2 separate regions of the Mus musculus genome follow, and region 2 is linked to region 1. A link is a contact called in public Hi-C data. All regions are on one chromosome and are shown on one strand. The core of a region is the stretch at or near the end of the contact, and the rest is flanking DNA. Distances in the headings are between cores, read along the strand shown.

Region 1 (3,147 bases), core at 355-2,854:
GGGGGGGGGGAGATTACTTCTTAGCAAACACTGTATCCAGGAGGGTGGAGTGGAGGAGAGCTTTGACAAGGAGAACCTAAGTCAGAGGAGGACTGGAAGGAGCTCATGTTTGTCTTCACTCTGAGAGCCCTGAGTAGGGGCTTTCTTGGTCACTGGTTCCTCCCACTGCTCACTTGGCGTGAGGAGTGCAGCCTTAACCCTGCCAGTCAGATAACCTGGAATGGGGTGTGGCCTGCCACTTCTCCATCCTTACACCTGTCCTGGTCTGAGACACTGGTAGCTGTGTAAGAGATGCTCAGGAATCAAGGTCCAAAGCCAGGACGACTGTGTTTGCCCACAGTGGCCCAGCAAGCTGTGGATGGCGCCAGCACCTTGAGTCTGCCCTCTCATTGCAGAGCCTGTGTGCTCTGGGGTGGACAGAGCTTGTTCTTTTCTTAGGGTCCTATTAGTTCAGGAGCTCACCTAACATGAGGTCTGGAGCAACAGCCTGCCCAGGCTGCTGGGGTTCTGGATCAGCGTGCTCACCTTCTGGTGAAAGGACAAAGCTCTGACCCTGGCTGTCACTGGCGCATGCAGAGCAGTGGGGCCTCGCCTGTAGAAAGAGTTCATCCTGGGCTGCTTGGTAAGTGGTAGCAGCAGTGACTCCATAGCAAAGCTACCTCTCATCTGGGGATGATGCCTAGGACCACCACCTGCCAATGGGAGATTCCAGGTACCTGAAATGGCTTTCCTCCAAAGTTGAAGTGCTTTGATGTTCCAAATCTTATTTAATCCTTTGCGACATTTGCAGGACGATATTGAAGACTTTTAAAGTAACTCAAATCATTATCTTAGTGCTGGAGAGAAAACCTTTCTCCTAGGCGCTATGTGCAAGCACACAGACTGTGTTCAAAATGGCAAGTGTCTCTGCACTCCCCCACCAAATACCCAATCCTGAGATTCCCAGACCCGTACTATGACCTTCCCCACTCAGTTTCATCTGAAATCTAACTGGGTTGGTTCCCCTTGCAGGCTGCGTACCGCGGGGAGCCAGGGGTTAAAACCCGGGGCGTCTGTGGCCCCCTTCCCCCTCCCCAGCCCCCTCGTCTCCACTCGGCGCCTTGCCTGGAGCGAAGGTTCCCAGCCCTGCACTAAAGGGGAGGGGGAGAAATGGGCTTGTTTCTCGTGGCCAATCCACGAGCTCGCGGTGCCTCAGAGGAGGCGCCAGCATTAGGGCGGCCCAGGGCTGCAGGCTTCCCGCGGCAAAGTACAAATGCGCCCGAGCGCGGCGTCTGGCGCCCGAGGCGTGCACAGCGGCAGCGCTCAACCTCCCCCGCGCCGCCACCGAGGGTCTTGTCGCCCCACCGCGCCCCAGACCCGCGCCGGACCCCGCGCCGCCGCGCCGCCGCCAGCCAGCGCCACAGGGACACTGCACCCCGGTGACCGCACCCCGCAGATCCCGGTTCTCTAGCTAGCACCTTCTCCCTCTCTGCCATAGCCTTTTTCTTCATTTCCCCAACTAATTTCTCTCTCTCTCTCTCTCTCTCTCTCTCTCTCTCTCTCTCTCTCTCTCTCTCTCTCTCTCTCTCTCTCTCTCTTCTCCTCGTCCCCTCCCCACCGTCCTCTCATCCTCACCTTAGACCTCTCCTGTCCTTGGCTCCTCTTCATCTTTGCTTTTCCGACTCCTCAAGCAGCGGTCCTACTTGGTCCTCTGAGGACTTACTTGTGTCCTTATCTCACTTTCTCCCGGCTCATCCCGGGGTTGTCTGACCTTGGGACAAGGAAGGATGGTTCCCGGGGTGAGGATCATCCCCTCTTTGCTGGGACTCGTGATGTTCTGGCTCCCGTTGGACTCGCAAGCACTATCCCGTAAGTAGAAACCAGGCAAAGTCTGGGCAGGCAGGGGAGGGATGCGAACCAGTGGGATGTACTTTGCTGGAAGATGTTAGTTAGGACCTGGGGACCCCTTAACGCTTGCATTTATCCAGGCAGCACCTGCATAGCAGGGGTAGATGTTGCTCCATGACCAGTGTGGGCTGGTGAGTCTTGGGGGGAGAAAAGTTTGGCAGAGTTTCTTTCTGGGGTGCTGCTGGGGGAAGAGCAGTGTGCATTGTGGGAAGGGACTTTACTCCCAGCAGCCTGATGTGTTGAGTGTGAAAGACGGAAAGGCTGATGAGCTCCTGGGCTGAAAGATGAACAAAGTGGAGTCCATTATCGCTTTTGATACTCACAACACTCCATGAGGTGTCATCATTACATTTAATTGATGAGTAAAATCGGCAGGGCAAAGAGAAGAAAGTTTCCGAAGCTGGTAAGCTATCCAAAGCCAAGAGTCTAATTCCAAATCCTGCCTTTACAGCGTCTGGGAGACACCCCGATGTGGGGCTGTGAGACTGGAAGGCATCGGGGCGTGGTGAAAAAAGATGAGGTTCTTCATCTTCCCAGCCTCACTGTGTGCCAGCTGATGGGTCAGACACGGAGGGCACCTCACCATCTCTTTTCTAATCTATAAAATAGGAGCCTCTTAAAGCCGTTAAATGTATTAAATGACAGGGAGCAGGCAGAGCAGCTTGTATAGAGATGCTACAAGGTGGCCTCATCAAAGTGTATCAGCTGCCTAAGCCCCCAGAGTTTCCACTTCAAACAGTAGGTTATGCAGGACCACAGCCTCTGTTTCCTAACTGCCCCTCCTTATGCTGGTGACTCCTTCTGAACCTCCCCAATAAAGAAACAGAGCCCAACAAGGACAGTAGTTTGCTCCAGGCCACCAAACTTGAAGACCCAGGTCCCCACCCCCTAGCTGACAACCTTTTCCAGGCTTGGCTCCACCTGCCAGCTCTGCTTCTGACTGGCTACTGGCTTTGTGGAGCTAGTGAGGCTAGATTCTGTCCTGCTTCTGGGAATGGAAATGTTGCATGTCTGTCTGACGTCCCCTAGCCTGTCAGTGGCATGAGAATTATGGACACCCTCATGTCTCATAAGACAACACAGAGAGCTCAGACTTGGCTTCAATTCCTGACTGCCTCTTACACCTGAGTCATTTTTCAAACTTCTGTGAACTTCAGTTTCTTCATCGGCAAACAAGAGCTACTAACCAAGGTCTAAGGATGTGGGGGAGGACTAAAGGGAGTGATGCTTTCAGATGCATACTGTCAAATATTCAGTAAA
Region 2 (3,147 bases), core at 478-2,977, 36 kb after region 1:
AGACACACACTCCCTTGGCACCAATGGCCCTTAGGCAGCAGTCGAGTGTATGTGACCAACATTCCAGGTCCTTCCCACTGGTGTCAGCAGCTGAGGAGTCACCAGTGCCTTCCCTCAGAGCTTCTCTGCAAGACTGAGCCCAGCTCCACTTTGTAGGACTTGGCTCGAATGATCCCCATCCTCCCCTCCACTTCCCAGCCCTCCTCCCCTCTACCCGGTCACTAGTTCACCTTAGAAACACCTCCTAATGCTTCACTTTCCTCAGAGGCCTCAGCTCAACCTGATCTAGGGATCCCAGCAAAAGGCTTTCTCGCCTGCAGCCTCTAACAGACCCAGGTCCCGTGTTAATTCTGATTGTAATTTGCTTAAATTAAGAAACACCAAGGGGAAAAATAATAAATAAAAAAATTTTTAAAAACAAAAACACCAAGGGGGCTGGCCAGATGGCTGAGTGGGTAAAGGAGCTTGCTGCCAAGGCTGACCTCCTGAGTTTGATCCCTGAGCCACAAATGTGACAGAAGCAGAGAATTGGCTCCTAAACTTTGTTTTCTGACCTCTGGGTACACACCGAGGCCACACACTCTACACTAAATGAAGGTTGAAAGAAAGACCAATGGATCCAGGGTGTTAAGGGAGCCCATCTTTGGGGTGTGTCTGTGAGAACATCTCCAGGGAGGTTTAACTGTTTTGTTTTTGTCTTATTTTTGTCAACTTTACACACGCTCCATTCATCTGGAAAGAACCTTCATTGAGAAAATGCCTTCATCAGATAGGCCAATCTGATGTGGGCATTTTCTTGGTTAATGATTTATGTGGGAGGGCCCAGGCTACTGTAGATATAGATATGTATGTGTGTGTGTGTGTGTGTGTGTGTGTGTGTGTGTGTGTGTGTGTGTGTGTGTGTGTGAAAGCAAGCTGAGTTGGGCATGGGCATTATGCCATTAAGCAGCACATCTCCGTGGTCTCTGCCTCAGTTCCTGCCTCTAGGTTTCTGCCCTGCTTGGGTTCCTGCTTTGGCTTCCCTCAATAATGGACTGTGATCTATATTTGTAAGCCAACTAAAGTCTCTCCTCTCCAAGTTGCTTTTGGTCATGGTCTTTATCATAGCAATAGAACTCTTAACTAAACACAAGGTCATTCACTGAGCCTGGAGCTCACCAATTTGATCAGAATGAGTGGCCAAGAACCTCCGGGGGCAGGACTGTTTCAGCTGGGGTTACAGACGCTGTTATGCAAGTTTTTATGCTGCCTGAGGTAAGACCACCGGTCCTTATCCCCAGTTTAAACAAGCACTCCAGGTAGGCAGACCCAAAGAAGCCTCTAAGCGCACAGGAGCTGAACCTGTCAAGATCACTACCTGTGATCCAACCTGACACAGTTTGTTTTCTTCCGATGGTGGCTGCTCTGACCCTTCTCAGAGCTCTCTAAACTCACTGCCAAGCCTCCAGACTCCCATAACCAGACACAGTAGAGGGACTCCCCAAAGCTCAAATCTGACTTTCTTGCTCGGGGCCATGGCCTGCCCATGCATCTCCCCCACCTGGTGGTCAGACACTGTTTCACTTTTCCCACTGCCTAGCTGCTCTACCCAGTGTCCAACAGCATCTCCTTATCCTCCCAAGATGCAGCCTCGGCCCTTAAGTCTTCGGGCACTTATACTAGCTCACCTGTCAGCCCTCTATCTTCCTACCCAGTCACACTTCAGGGCTGGCTGGTTGTAGTGCTGTGATAACGGGAAAAGTGAGGAGGCTCAGCGCAGGGATCACTCTAGAGGCAAGACTCGAACTCCTCCACTGCCCGCTGCTGCCAGCAGGGTGCTCGCGGCCCGGGACAGGGGGCGGGGGTCGGGGCACCGGCGCAGAAGAACACGGGCTTTGATTCGTGACTCCGGCGTGGACCCAGACGCTAATTAAAATCGCCTGGGCCGCGGGGGCGGCGGGGCGGGCACAAAGCCCGCTTTGACCTGGCGGCACAGGCCAGGCTTGTGGGACGTGTTTGTTTTTGCTCGTAAAGCACAGCGGCCCAGCGGAGCCTGGCGAGGGCCCCTGAGGCCATGGCTGTCCTCCCTGCCTGCTCCCAGCAAGCCCCAGCGGCCAGCAGGAGCTTGTACACTCCCGGCCTCAGTTTCCCCCTCCATTGACCGGTAACGATGAAAACATGGCATTGTTAACTTTGAAGATTACAGAGTTTCAGCCCCAGACCTAAAGCTCTTCTCACTCTACTGATGAAGTCCAGAGAGAGTGAGCACCTCACCAGAGGTCACAGGGTTCGAAGTGAAAGAGCCAGGGCTGGAACCCAGACTCTCAAAGCCACCGGAAGCTGCCTCTCCAAAGAGGGAGAGCTAGAAAGGGCCAGCTGGCAACAGGAAGGTGGGATTCAGCAAGGAGGCGTTTCCTGTTCACCTCCCATCAAGCTGTCCATCCGTCCATCCAAGTGAGCTCCCCAGGGTGGTTGTTCCTGCAGAGGACTAGACAGAATTCCCTGGAGCCCTCAGGCTCCTTCCAGCCCCATCTTTGGGGCTTCTGGCTGCACACCAGCAGCAACTGCTCTGGTGGAGAGGCACTCAACTGTTAGGTTGGGTGAGGGGGAATATGGGTGCGCCTTCGAGGTGCAGGTTTGTGTGGAAACCAGGAAAAGATGGGAACCTCTGTGGTTGGAGGGATGCCTTGGCTGCAACAGTCATTCCCTGAAGTAGGGAGCCTGGGGTCTCCTCTTACCCTCAGCCTTCCAGCTTGCCCTGTGGGACTCTAGTACCACTTTGACCTGGCTTTGACGTACTGGTCAGCCCTCAGCTCAGAACGGGCTGTGATTTCCCAGCACCCCCCAACCCCACCCCTTCCCTTTGGAATAGCCATCCTAGGGTACTGACAGGCTCAATGTCTGTCCTTCATGGCAGACAAGAAGCCCCAGGGTGGGACTGTAAAGGCTTGCCAGCCCACCCTCCCTACCGTGGTCATATTCTCCTTCATAAGCTGGCGCAGAAAGATCCACTCTGCCTTGGGCCAGGGCTTAGCCTACGCTGCCACAGCTCAGTCAAGGCCTGGCAAGGGGCTTTGGGATATGTTGGGAGTCTTCAGAGAATAACAGGAGACTTCTAAGTAGGCTCAGACTCACTGAGGAAACCAGGGACAAAGTGAATGACAATCC

Evidence for each region. A called contact is a pair of places that touch in the nucleus more often than the background predicts.
Region 2: a contact with region 1 is called in a Hi-C map of liver, with 1.8 times the contacts expected there. The contact joins the enhancer-like site here to the promoter of Chrdl2 in region 1. A contact is called at or near these places in 6 of 39 promoter capture datasets (embryonic stem cells, frontonasal cranial neural crest, liver and 2 more), 13 of 484 Hi-C or Micro-C datasets (the G1E-ER4 cell line, cerebellar granule neurons, cerebellum and 5 more), 3 of 115 datasets of contacts at active chromatin or transcription factors (embryonic stem cells, kidney and stem cell-derived neural progenitor cells) and 2 of 9 other capture datasets (adipose tissue and macrophages).

What each region holds. Positions count from the first base shown.
Region 1 is chr7:100,004,800-100,007,946 of GRCm38.p6, forward strand. It overlaps Chrdl2 (chordin-like 2), which reads left to right and starts at 1,605. Exons shown (of 11, transcript NM_133709.3): 1 at 1,605-1,848. The coding sequence starts at 1,767.
Region 2 is chr7:100,040,359-100,043,505 of GRCm38.p6, forward strand. No RefSeq gene overlaps it. Among named protein-coding and RNA genes, the nearest start is that of Chrdl2, 36 kb to the left of the region's middle. Within about 2 kb of position 1,728, at least 25 of the 459 cell types and tissues checked have an H3K27ac peak or open chromatin away from gene starts, as enhancers often do. A contact at or near this core is called in cerebellum, liver and muscle stem cells, where this site is marked.